2 separate regions of the Mus musculus genome follow, and region 1 is linked to region 2. A link is a contact called in public promoter capture Hi-C data. All regions are on one chromosome and are shown on one strand. The core of a region is the stretch at or near the end of the contact, and the rest is flanking DNA. Distances in the headings are between cores, read along the strand shown.

Region 1 (6,362 bases), core at 572-3,071, 2.3 Mb after region 2:
AAGGAATCCATTTCTGGATACACACAGAACTTTTCTGGACCCTCACAAAAACAACGTACGCCTGCACTGAGACAAATTGTAAGGGAGAAGGCTAGGGAAGTCACCAACGTGAGGTAGGCATTTCTCATTCACCTTCAAAATCCATGGGGATGAAGCTGTTATCACCCACCCCTCTGATGGTTGAGAAAAGTGTTTTAGCCAAGAGCTCACAAGCTAGAACACACAGGTTTCACATAATTTAGTGGCATATTCAATGCAATTATCTGACTTTGTTTCTATAGCTAGCCTGAATATATATCACTTTCTTATTTAAAAATATATTAAATAGATTGAATTCCAAAGTTTTCTGCCTTTGAAGTGTATCCAGAAACTTCTTTTTCATTTTCATCTTCCTGTCCACTCCCAAGACAATCGATCTTCATCAACACTCTGCATAATAAAACGGTAAGCTCTCTAAAAGCAAACTATAACACATACAGACTTGATCATAAATAAACTGCTTACTTCTGAAGGATTCAAACCAACAGTATCAAACAGGATAAATTTCCAACAGACATCACACCATGTTCAAAACTCAAGTTCAAAAATGGAAGGCATCTGGAAATGTTACTGGGCTAGGAGCTTAGACAGATACAGTCCAGCCCATTTTTGCTCTGCCACTTCCAAATAGTGAAAAGATGCCCAACTTTGCATCTGTTTCACTTTCAACAAAACAATGTAACTCTTGGTCACAGGGTTGCCCTAAGCAGTATATAGATAGAAACCTGTAGCTAGTGACTCTGAACTGAGTATTGAACTGTCTGAAAAAGGAGACCGAAGCTCCAAACCTTAAATAACTAACTGGAGCTGTTTAGTCCTAATCGTTTTCCAGTTCATCTCCTGTCTCTTTTCTAACTTCTGCCTACTGAACTTTGCACATAGTTACCCAACGTTATTTGCAAGACACCACACCACAAAGCCAATCCTGTTCCCAATCTACACTTCAAAGAGCACGCTTCTCAACGAAAGACTGTGATGTGCGAAATGCCCAGGGACCATGGTGACAGCTCAGTTGTTATCTGCACCACATCACTCACATATGAGTCTAAGCCAAGTGCTCACAACCATCTATCTCTACGACCAACAAAAACAAATGTTTCGCAAAACATGTCAACACACACACACACACACACACACACACACACACACACACAAAACTTTCTGTGAGAAAAGTTTTGCTCCAGACAGACACGTGTCATTCATTCACTGGTCAGCGAAAGGTGCTAGAGTTGGATGAGTAGTAGTTGGAGAGGGTGCTCCTAGAGACCTAGGATCGGTCACGTGAGAAAGTCTCCAGGCTTCAAACTCCCCAAAGTGTGGCTTGGAGATGCCGACAGCAGCACTCTGGATGTTCCTGTCACCTGGATGCTAACGAATGGAGGAGTGCCAGGGCTGCAGAGTAGCTGACTGCGTGGGTATCCCGTGCAGCGCACTAGGGAGGCGGCCAGGGCTAGCAACCCCGGACCAGCTTCGAGAACCCGGGCGCGGCCCGAGAGGGTCACTCACCGGGCCAGCAGCTCTAGGAAGATCACATTACTGCAGCAGCCTGCGAACACCAGGCCCACCGCGAAGGCCGGGCGCATGGCCGGTGCGGGGCACGGGGAGCCAGCGCGCAGAAAAAGCGCCCTTTCAGTTCGCTACCCTAGAAAATCCGCGCGCAACATCACCACCGCCAGCGGTTCCCTCCCTGAGGGCCGTCTTGATCAACTCTTCCTCCGCAGCTGCCACCGACGCGGCCAGACCAGGAGCTGTAGTTCTCAGTCATACCCGGTCCCATTCATTTGAGGGGGCGTCCTAGGGCTAACCAAACTACATGTCCCAGCAGACCGCGCGCCTTTACGGCAGGCGTGAAAAAAACAGGCAAGTTTCCCCCGAAGGCTCGCGTGAGTCGGTGTCGCACTGCCTTCTGGGAAATGAAGTCCCAATGCTGTTCGTGTTCAGTACCATAAAGGTTGGAATGGGATTCAACGAAATAGCTTGTGTGCTCCCTGTAACTGACTTCTCATTAGAGTATTCTAGCATCTGTAACAACTCACCTGCAACTGAGAGAATGTAGAAATTCCTGTAACATCTAAACCGAATTCTAGGACAACAGCGAACCTAAAAGTTTTGAGATTGAGCCTTGGCTTAAACTGCCTGTTTAGAGCATTGGCTTAGTACTCCACTCTCATCACAGGGGAAGATAGGCCTGTCTTACTAATAGTTGTTGTAGAATAGACTAATACAGTAAATGTATTGCTTTATGTCGTGATTTTTGTAGAGACACTGAACACATGTCTTGTGCTGGCATTTTGCCAGCTTAAGGTGCTCATTAAATATTGAATTTAACTGATAAAAGGCATTCTTTTTGCCATAGTTCTTGTTTCTAGTCTCCTTTGAAAGACAGACATTCCCAATTTCAGAATGCACTAGAGCTTATTGAAAATTCAAAGTTCAGGACCACAAATAAAAATTGTGCTCAGTAACCATCATTTAGAGCATGCAGGCGCCAGGATTCTGATGAGATCTCTGGGTCACAAGTTGGGGAAGCCACTGGCAAGTTAGTTGTGAATCTTGAGGAAAACTTCGGAGTGTTTATGTTTATCCCCTAAATTGCCTCCCATCATGTGGTGTCACTGCTGATGCAATCACACGTATGAAGGGGCACAGTTCTGAGCAGTAGCACTAGTCTTACATAATAGGAAGAAATAGGGCTGTTAATTCATCGCATCTATGAAAAACTGGTCTTGCTAGGTGTACAAACACAGAACACAAAGGCACTGGCCTATGTACATAGTTGATGGTCACCATGCAGTCTTTCTTGCTATTGCTGTTGAATCGGAGTGAACACCAAGAGGCTCAGTAACTGATGCCACAAGACTTCAGCTGAAGGGTAAAAGGCACGTGCTTCCTTTCAACACTTAAATGCTGACGTGAGCATTGTATGTGCGCAGCATATGTCTTTCAGGTGCGCTCAGAGGCCAGACAAAGGCATCCGATCTAGAGCTGGAGTTTCAGAGGTTGTAAGCCATTCCCTGAGTGCTCCAAGTTGAACCTGGGTTCTCTGCCAGAGCAGCCAGTGCTCTCAACCACAAAAGCATCTCTCCCATCCAGGTATGGCCAGTTTTGACTGGAGTGCTTGAACGTTGGCATTCTCAGAGTTTCCCCGGGTGATTTCTGTAGCTGAAGCTGAGAGCTGTTGAGGAAGGGGAAGTACTTAGAGGGACGGAGTCAGTGACATCAGTAGGTCATCTTTAAAGTGTCACCTCAGCCTGATTAAACTGAAATCCATAGGGAATGGAACCCAGGATCATCTGTCATTGAAACTCCAAGGCTGGGAAGCCTCACTTTGACTTAGTTCAGTTCTCAAGCCTGGCTACATGATAGAGCCACATGAGAGACTTTAACAATTTGCTGAACCACGAAACTAAGCCCAAAAATATCAGAGCCACTGCCAACCAAATAAGGAAGACACCTAAGTTTGATGTCTAAGCGGTGACATCTGTAGATGCTTCTGGCTAGAGAAAAGCTGAGCCTTAGCTCTGATTGGACTGGAGATTATTTCACGGCACACAAAGCTTCACTTCTCATCTACCGCTCCCATGCACACACCAAACTTGGAAGTACTTGAAGGGCGTTCTAATCATCTCTTCCTGAGTCTCAGATAAAAATCAAAACAGACTTAAGTAAATGAACGAAGAAGGAGTCTGAGTGTCTGCATATGCTCTGGATCTTCCTCCGTATTTCTGTCTTAACCTATCCCAGTTTTTAGTAAGAATATATTTACTATACATATCGATGACCTGGGCTCTTGTTCAAATGCTGACTCTGGGTTCTTCTACAAACTAAACACAGGTTAAACATTTCTAACAAGCTTTGAGTTCGTGCCAGGTCTCCTGGTCTGTGGGCCACACTCTAGTGAGTAGAAGACTATTCATTAACTCACTCTAGAAACTGCTCTATTCCTGCCCTCACTGGTTCAGAGAATTCAGGCCAACAAAACTATCTGTGAATTCCTTCTTCTCCTTAGCCTGCAAGCATGCTAAAGACCCAACCAGACCGAACCAGCTAACCAACCAGCCAACCAGCCAACCAGCCAACCAGCCAACCAGCCAACCAGCCAACCAGCCAACCAACCAGCAAAAAGCCCCACCAAAGCAAAAGAAAGAAAGAAGTAAGGAAAGTTTATTTTTCTTTTTCTTCATTTTAATGACAAATGTCTTCAAGTAGTAATGAATATTCTTAGTCTACTTTAAAATGCCTTTAATATATTTTTTAGAATTTCATACATGCATACAATTATTCAATCATACTTACCCCTCCCTCCTTCCTTAACTCTTCATGTATCCTGCACCTTAAAAGATTATTTTTCCGCCAGAGAAATGAGCAAATTCAAGCCCAATTAAAATATATATAAATACAGGCTTATTGGGAAACTGCTCTCGGGAGGCCAAGTACACTGGGCCCCAAAGTAGGAGGCTAGGGAAGTTGCCATGGGAAGGGAGAGAAAGGGGAAGGGGGAGAGAAAAAGAGAAAGTATGCTGGTAGAGAGAAGGAAAGAGGGAGGGGGAAAAGCTGAGACCAATGGATAATGAATAGAAAAACCTCCTAGGGAAGGACAGCCCAGCCCCTGGGCTGGAAAGTCCAGGGTTGGGGATGGGATATGCCCGGTAGGGACTGGGGGATGCTGGGAAAACCTGGAGGCCAGGTCTGCTTTGCTGTGTTAAATATGTACCTCCACCCCTTGTCCAGAGCATGAAACTCAGCACACTTGTCCCCCTTCCAACTTTGTATACTCTTATATGAAACCCATTGAAACACATTGATGCGATGCAGTCTACATATGAATGGTCAGGGGCCACCCACTAGGCATGATCAACATACCAGGGACAACACACCCAAGAAAAACTGACTACCCCTCTCCCAGCAGCCATCAACAGATGGTAACGCCTCAGCTAGAGGTGAAGGCTCTTGTGCCCCTAATCCACCAATGCTGGACTGTTGACTGGCTTCATCCTGTGCAGTTTTTGCAGGGAACCACAGCTGCTTTGAGTTCCGGAGAGCAATAATTCTGTCAAGTATAGAGGACACTGTTTCTCCTCAGACCTCCCCAATCTTTCTGTCACTTCTTCCACAATGTTCCCTGAGCTTTGTAGGTGGGGGGTGTGATATAAATGTCCCATTCTTGGCTGAGAACTCCACAGGCTTTCAGAAGTTTGACCAGTTTTGAGTGTTTAGCCACTGTCTCTTAGTCTGCTTTGTAAACCCTTCAATTAGCTTCTTAAATGCCTCAGATCAAAACCAGATTAAGGAAAGTAGTCTCAAGAGAGCCCTAATGACTTTATCAAGCATTTCCATCACCAGCTCATCTGACTTGGTCTCTCAGCTGCTTCTGACTTCATCTTGCTCCTGTTTCTAAGGCCAAGGCTATCAATTTCACTTTTAGTTCCTCAGATGAAGGGATGAGAGGAGAGCTGTACCTAACCTGTGCACATACATGGACTGGGCTGAGCCCGGAACATTTCTTTCTCTGTCCTGACTATCCCTGGGCATATGCCTGGAAACTTCTAGTCTCCATACCTTCTAATCTTCCAAGGTGACTGGTTCAATCTGGTTTCTCTTGTCTTCTGACTGAATTGCTCTTCCTGGCCTCATACTAACTCTGGCAATCTGTTCTAATCTTCTGGACCCTTCTCGTTCTCTGTGTCTAGCTTGTTTCCCCTGCCACTCGTGTTTGTGAAACTGTCCTGCTAAAACTGACACACACACACACACACACACACACACACACCTTCTCTCACAGTGTTGCTCTAAAGTAGCTTCTTCCTGTCTGCTCTCCTGAGGGTTGGGTGTATCCTATCTCTGATTCATTCTGTCAAATCTTTTTCTGATTTGTCACTCAATTCGATGCCACTTTAGCATATGGCTGCTTCCTTCTACAAACTAACCTTACCTTCATTGTTAGGGATTAAAGGTGTGCACTAAGAGCTTGTCTATAGCAAGCCAGATCATACTGTAATCCAGAGCACGTCTGCCTTCCATCCAGATCACACAGACCTAGACTGTGTTTGGATGTGACCCTTTGCCAGAGCAGCTGCGCTGCGGGATTAAAATTCCTCTACAAGATTCTGCTCTTTCCATTTTCCTTTGTGGAAATAGAAAGTTCCTCTAACTACTGAGTTTTTCTTTCAAAATTCCATACCTGCCACTTCCTCTTAGTGTCCTTAACATGGACCATTGGTGATTGAGCCTTCTGTCATTTCATATATGACTATGGGTGGGTATCTGGGGTTATCACCACAATCTCCCTCATGTTTCAACTCCAAGTTGAGCTTTCCCCTAAC
Region 2 (5,741 bases), core at 3,027-5,526:
CAAGGAACTTGGAGAGGGAAGAGAGAGAGTCTCAGGGCATAGGGACAGTGACAAGAAGAAGATTAGACAAAGGGCAGTCTAGCTCATTGTCCTGGGGCTGACAGCATCCAGGCCCCTTCCTTCAGGAAAGTTTTGAGACATAGTAAGACTGTGGTCTGAGAACCTGGATTTAGAAAAGTAGGGTGAAAGTAGGGTATGGTGATTCACCCTGGGGTGTGCTGGCTGGCTTGCCTAGCCTACTTGGCAATTTCCAAGTCAGTGAGGAACCTTGTTGCAAAAATCAGGGCGAGGGGTACCTGAGGAATGATTCTAGAGCCTGTCCTTTGGTGTCTGCACACATGCACCCCCTTTCCACCCCCACCCCACCCCAGAAAAGCTATTGGAAGGAAGGTCTGGGTCATAGGTTGTCTATGTCCCTCTGTGTGTATTCTCTTCTCCCCTTTAAAAATCTCCTTCTCTGTTTCTGTGTCTCTGTCCCCCCCCCCCCGCGTGTGTGTGTGTGTGTGTGTGTGTGTGTGTGTGCGCATGTGTATGTGTGTGTGGGCTTATGGTTGGAACATTCACTGTCCACACAGATCTACCCCCACTTTCTCCCTTCCCTATTCCAACAAATAACCCCACATCTTTAGAGTTCTGCAGGTTGCGTCCCCCTCCTCAGTCCCGAAGTGCAGAGGGAGTACATCTGTAGGCACCAATGCAAGGCACATGAATCCAGCGCTCCAGCCAGCTCTGCCAGTTAGCCACTGGCTCCCTGGGGTGGTCCAGTGCACATACAGAGTCTTATTAAAGCAGCCCCTCCAATCATTATCCTAGGAGTCTATTATCCCCTACTCTGGGGAGCAGCATATAAACTCCTCACCTGTCTCCTTTGCTTCCTCAGCCTTTCTCAGAGAGCCTGGTTTCTTCAAGTACCCCAACTCTCCCTGTTCTAAGTTTTTCTCAGACTCAGTTTAGGGGGAGGGAGGAAAGGAGCCTTTGGTTTAGCAAAAGATTTGAAGGTCACCTTCACGGAGCCCCAAACACGATAACAATCTCTTCAATCAACAAGCTGGGCTCCTCTGGAAACTGAAATAGCAACTACGGAGTCAATTGCACCCCCCTCTGCTTTCTTTTCTTCACAGGACACAAAGAAACTCTAGGGGTGAACTTGGAGATCACAGTATCTTTTAACAGCCTGAAAGATGGGAAAAGAAAGTTTCAGTGTCTATCTGCAGCTTGCTAGTATAGAAAAGCTAATTATCTCAGTGCTCCCCGACCACCTTAAATCCAGCCAATTCTTGTCCTTTAGCTGTGACCTTATTTGTCCTATCAATAGCCCAGAGTTTAAGGAGATTCTGGCAATGGCTCACCCCATTTCAGATGGCAGAGACCACAGGCCCAAGGAACAGGGGTGCCAACACAGGGTCGACACAGGCTAGAGTAGACTGAAGAGGAGAGACACATGGACAGTTTGGCAACCTCTGCTGGCTCCGGCTTTACTCCTCCTCTCCTTGGGCTGGGCCCTGAGCTGCTGTGCATTGTCTAGTGCAGCATCCAGTGGGCAGTTGCCAAGGCAGGAACAGATGGAGTGAGGAAAGGAAATGCTTCTACTCTGTGGCATTTGGGGAGAGGAATGAAGGATTTTTCAGGTTGGAGTTAATTAGGGATAATGGAACATGCGTGGGGGCAAATTGTTGATGGAAAGGGAGAATCTGGCAAATGGGGCCTCTCTTTGTCTCTTTCTTCTTCTTCTTCTTCTTCTTCTTCTTCTTCTTCTTCTTCTTCTTCTTCTTCTTCTTCTTCTTCTTCTTCCTCCTCCTCCTCCTCTTCCTCCTCCTCTTCCTCCTCCTCCTCCTCCTCCTTCTCTCTTCTCTCTTCTCTCTTCTTCTTCTTCTCTTCTCTTCTCCTTCTTCTCCTTCTTCCTTCTTCTTCCTTTTCTCCTCCTCCTCCTCCTTATTCTCCTCCTCCTCCTCCTCCTCCTCTTCCCCCTTCTCCTCCCTCCTCCTCCGTTTCTTCAATATGGAGTACCCTAGGAGGACAATGGGCTTGAATCATGCTTATATGAGAGCATGAGAAGGCCGTCCCGCACAGAGTCCGCTCACTACCCCTGAGATGCAAGACTGTAGAGAACAACTGGAGGTGTCCTTAAATCACAGCACAGACAACAACAGGAGAGGATGCTGGCTGTATGGACAAGAGGATGGGCAGAGGCCACAACAGGGCTACTTCATAGTAGGAGGACCATAGACTGTTAGAAAGAGGCTTACAGGTCATCTGCTTCAGGCCCCCAGTATGTAAATGAGAAAAATGAATTCAGAGACATGCCCGATAAACACACATTGCTTTTAAGAAGCTGAATGGAAATGGGATCTAACAGTAGATTAACCAGCAGACAATCTCACGTCTGTGTAGAGACAAAGACAGGTAAAAAGTAAGAGAGGGAGACATGCCATGAGCCACTAACGCAAAACACAGTTGCCTTTATTAATGTCAGACAACTGGGGCTTCAGGATAGGGAAAATTACCACAGACAGTGGTCATTAGGCAATGACCCAAAGCATCAATGAATTAAGAGGACATAAAAAGTTCTTAGTGAGTATACACCTAGGCATACAGCTTTGAAATACACAAATAAAAAGGATAAGTCTGAAAGGGACAATAGAAAGTCTCAAAGCTACAGCCAGAGACTCCTGTCAGTCTGACGTAGACATTTATAGAACAATTAGACAAAAATCTGTAGAAGTCCTGAGTCCTATTACCAAACTTTACCTTATTAATATTTATTAGGCATTTTACCCAATGAATGTTGAATGTATCTTCCTTTTAAATGCCTCTGGGATGTGTACAAAGTCAGACTATATGCTGACACATAAAAATAAGACTAAACAAATCTTAGATTAAACTTACATAAAAAATCATTTTGCCCATGACCAAATTAAATTAGAAACTTTCAAAAGAACCATATCTGAAAAATCCTGAAGTATCCAGGAGTTAATAAAGTATTTTAAAATAAACCATGGGTCAGATAAAGAATCATGAGGTACTAGGATTTATTTTCAGAACAATGAAAAGGAACTGAGTGGTATCAGCAGGAGTGACAGGAGGGCTATTGTTAGCATTAAATACTAATAGAAGAAAAACAGACAGTTTTCAAAGTAATGATACAACTTCCCTTTTAAGAAGCCAGGAAAATAAATGTAATTTAGAAGTGTAAATCATTAGTAATGATTATTAATATTGCCTTCTTAATATTTGTGATTAGGCTAAAGCTGTGCTAGCCTTGGCAAGAGAAACTTCTTTTTACAGAGTCCTAGCTGGTTCAAGTGCTGAGAGTGAGTGCATGTTGAGTGTTCAGGCCTACACGGATATCTCTAGCACTTCCTCTAAGGCTGAGAGAACACTGCAGAAGATGGGGTGGAAAGACTGCAAGAGCTGACAGCAGGGGGGCTGATGGCAGGGGGAGCTTGGTCTGCTGGATGAGATGGCCTTTGCAATCATGAAGATGTGGCGGCGTGGCTAAGACCCCACCTAAAATGGCATAAAAGGAAAGGGGGGCAAGTGGGGAAGATGCAAGGGGTCAGAGGAATGTGGATGTGAGAAGGTCAAGTGTGGTGAATGTGATTGTGACACATTGTATCTAGACAAAAAACTGTTAAAAAGTTAACTTTCAAAAGAGGACACATTATGACCAAAGGAAAGGAAAGGAAGAACCCAGTACTAAGTTAAGAGCAGAAATCAGGGAAACCAAAGGAACACATTGTCAACAAAGGCAAAGATGAACCAACCCAGTGAGCGTCTAGGCTGACTGACCGAATTCAACAGATACACAAGACAGATTGTCAGCAGCACTTACCAAAGATCGCATAGAGCAGAGCAGCTGTGCGATGGGAAAGTTTATTTGATGGCAGTCAATCCGAGAGTTTTAATGAAATGGACCAAGTCCTGGAAAGACACAAAAGGCCCAAGGGTGGTGAAGAAGAAACCAGGAACCTGAGAATGCTCTAATTAAGTAAGGAGGTGGATTTGTGGGTAGAAATATATTTTTCCAGAAAAATAGAACTCAACAGCAGCAGCAACAACAACAACACAAAAAAACCCAATGACCAACTAACGAAATAAAAACCCAAACCCAAATCTGGAGATCCAGTTTGTTGGTATTCTGTTTGGACTCTACCCCCACAGTTAACTGGCAACAGCCAGGTATGCTCCTCCCTAAAGTTACCTTGCCAGGAAATTGTGGAGGTGGAGTCCAGACAGAATACCAGCATAGTTAATGAATTCTTTCAAACATTAAGCAAACAAAGAGAAATTAACATAGAGCCTTCCAGGAAGAGGAGAAAATGCTCAACACATCTTACGGGGGAGGGAAACTACTCTGATTCTCAAAGTGTTAATGACCTCTAGTGGATTGAGAACTACAGAGAAAACATTGTCAGCTTCTGGAAGATGTAGGATCCAGGATGCTGAACTTCTCATGAAAAGATCAACACTCTGTCTCCCCTCGGTATTGGCACAACTCTGAGGATGCAGGGGAACAGATGTGCAGAATCTTCTACTCCCAAGGCTTTCTTTTCTGTCTTATAAATCTTCAAGCTCCCTTCACCTGGTCACACGATCTCTACTTCAGAAGAGACCACTGTCCTTCATTGTTCTGACTGAAAGACACTTTACTTCCACAGAGCTGGGATCCTCTTTTTAAAAATTTTTTTCTCAGTCCTGATCTTACAGTATCCAACCACATACTGCAAGAAAAGAAACCTGGTCCATTCGGCATGAATGCAGACATGTCACCAATAAAATATTATTAAATGCAAGTCCTCTAATACTATTTGTGAAAACTGTCATGTGTCATGGGACTCAGCAACTGGCAAAGTAAGCCCCAGGAATGCTTGGTCAGAAAAAGTGGAAAAATCATCTCAGTTAATGGAGGAAACTCTGAAATACTTATGTAAATTAAAAAAAATGCTACTAAAGTCTGCAAAACAAAGGGACAGAGAGATGGTTTGGGGATTAAGCACACTTGTTCTTCCAGAGGGCCTGAGTCTAGTTCTCAGAACCCACATCACAGATGCAACTACATTTAAGTCCAGTACCAGGAGACTCAGCACCACAGATACAGGGCACAGACACACAGCTATACAAATAAAAGAAGTAAAAATGCATTCTTAAATAAATTAATTAAATTAAAACTATAAGTTAATACTAAAAGAAATCAAGGAATACGTAAGTTAATAGAGAGGTGTACTACGTCCATGGATTAAAATTTATAAAAAATAATAATATGATGCATATGGGCAAAGGATCTCAATAGATACTGTACTGAAGAACAAGTGTCTACAGCCAGCATATCAATAAGATGATCAATGTCAGCAATCGTTAGGAAAATCCACAAATTATCCTTAGAAGCCTGTTTGTTTTCTAGTGAGAAACATAAGGGCATAGACCCAGATGGGAGGAGGAGAGGTACTGGGAGGAGAAGAGGAAGGGGAAGCCATAATCAGGATATATTATTTGAGAAAAAAAGCTATTTTCAATGTAAGGGGAAAAAATCAACAAGAAAACAAATGGTTAAAAATGCAAGACCAGATACATCGTGACAGGATAGTTCACTCAAGATGAATTAACCTCCTTCATGACTAACTCAACTCATGGTTGGGTCTCCCTCAAAAACCAACGTTCAGCGGAAGCTGAGAGCCTGGACAGGATGATCAGAGCTTAATTTATTGCCATAAAGAAATGGGTGTCAGCTATTACTCAAGAAG

Evidence for each region. Promoter capture Hi-C pulls out the DNA fragments that hold promoters and counts their contacts.
Region 1: a promoter capture Hi-C map of embryonic stem cells shows a contact between it and region 2, with 4 times the contacts expected there. The contact joins the promoter of Slc35b4 here to the enhancer-like site in region 2. A contact is called at or near these places in 2 of 39 promoter capture datasets (embryonic stem cells and hippocampal neurons), 1 of 484 Hi-C or Micro-C datasets (embryonic stem cells) and 3 of 115 datasets of contacts at active chromatin or transcription factors (astrocytes and embryonic stem cells).

The regions. Positions count from the first base shown.
Region 1 is chr6:34,175,233-34,181,594 of GRCm38.p6, forward strand. Slc35b4 (solute carrier family 35, member B4) reads right to left here and starts at 1,822. Exons shown (of 10, transcript NM_021435.3): 1 at 1,546-1,822. The coding sequence starts at 1,622. Gm13855 (a long non-coding RNA gene) reads left to right here and starts at 1,816. Exons shown (of 3, transcript XR_868963.3): 1 at 1,816-1,990; 2 at 2,973-3,132; 3 at 4,049-4,145.
Region 2 is chr6:31,897,750-31,903,490 of GRCm38.p6, forward strand. No RefSeq gene overlaps it. Among named protein-coding and RNA genes, the nearest start is that of Gm31894, 120 kb to the right of the region's middle. Within about 2 kb of position 4,277, at least 5 of the 459 cell types and tissues checked have an H3K27ac peak or open chromatin away from gene starts, as enhancers often do. A contact at or near this core is called in embryonic stem cells, where this site is marked.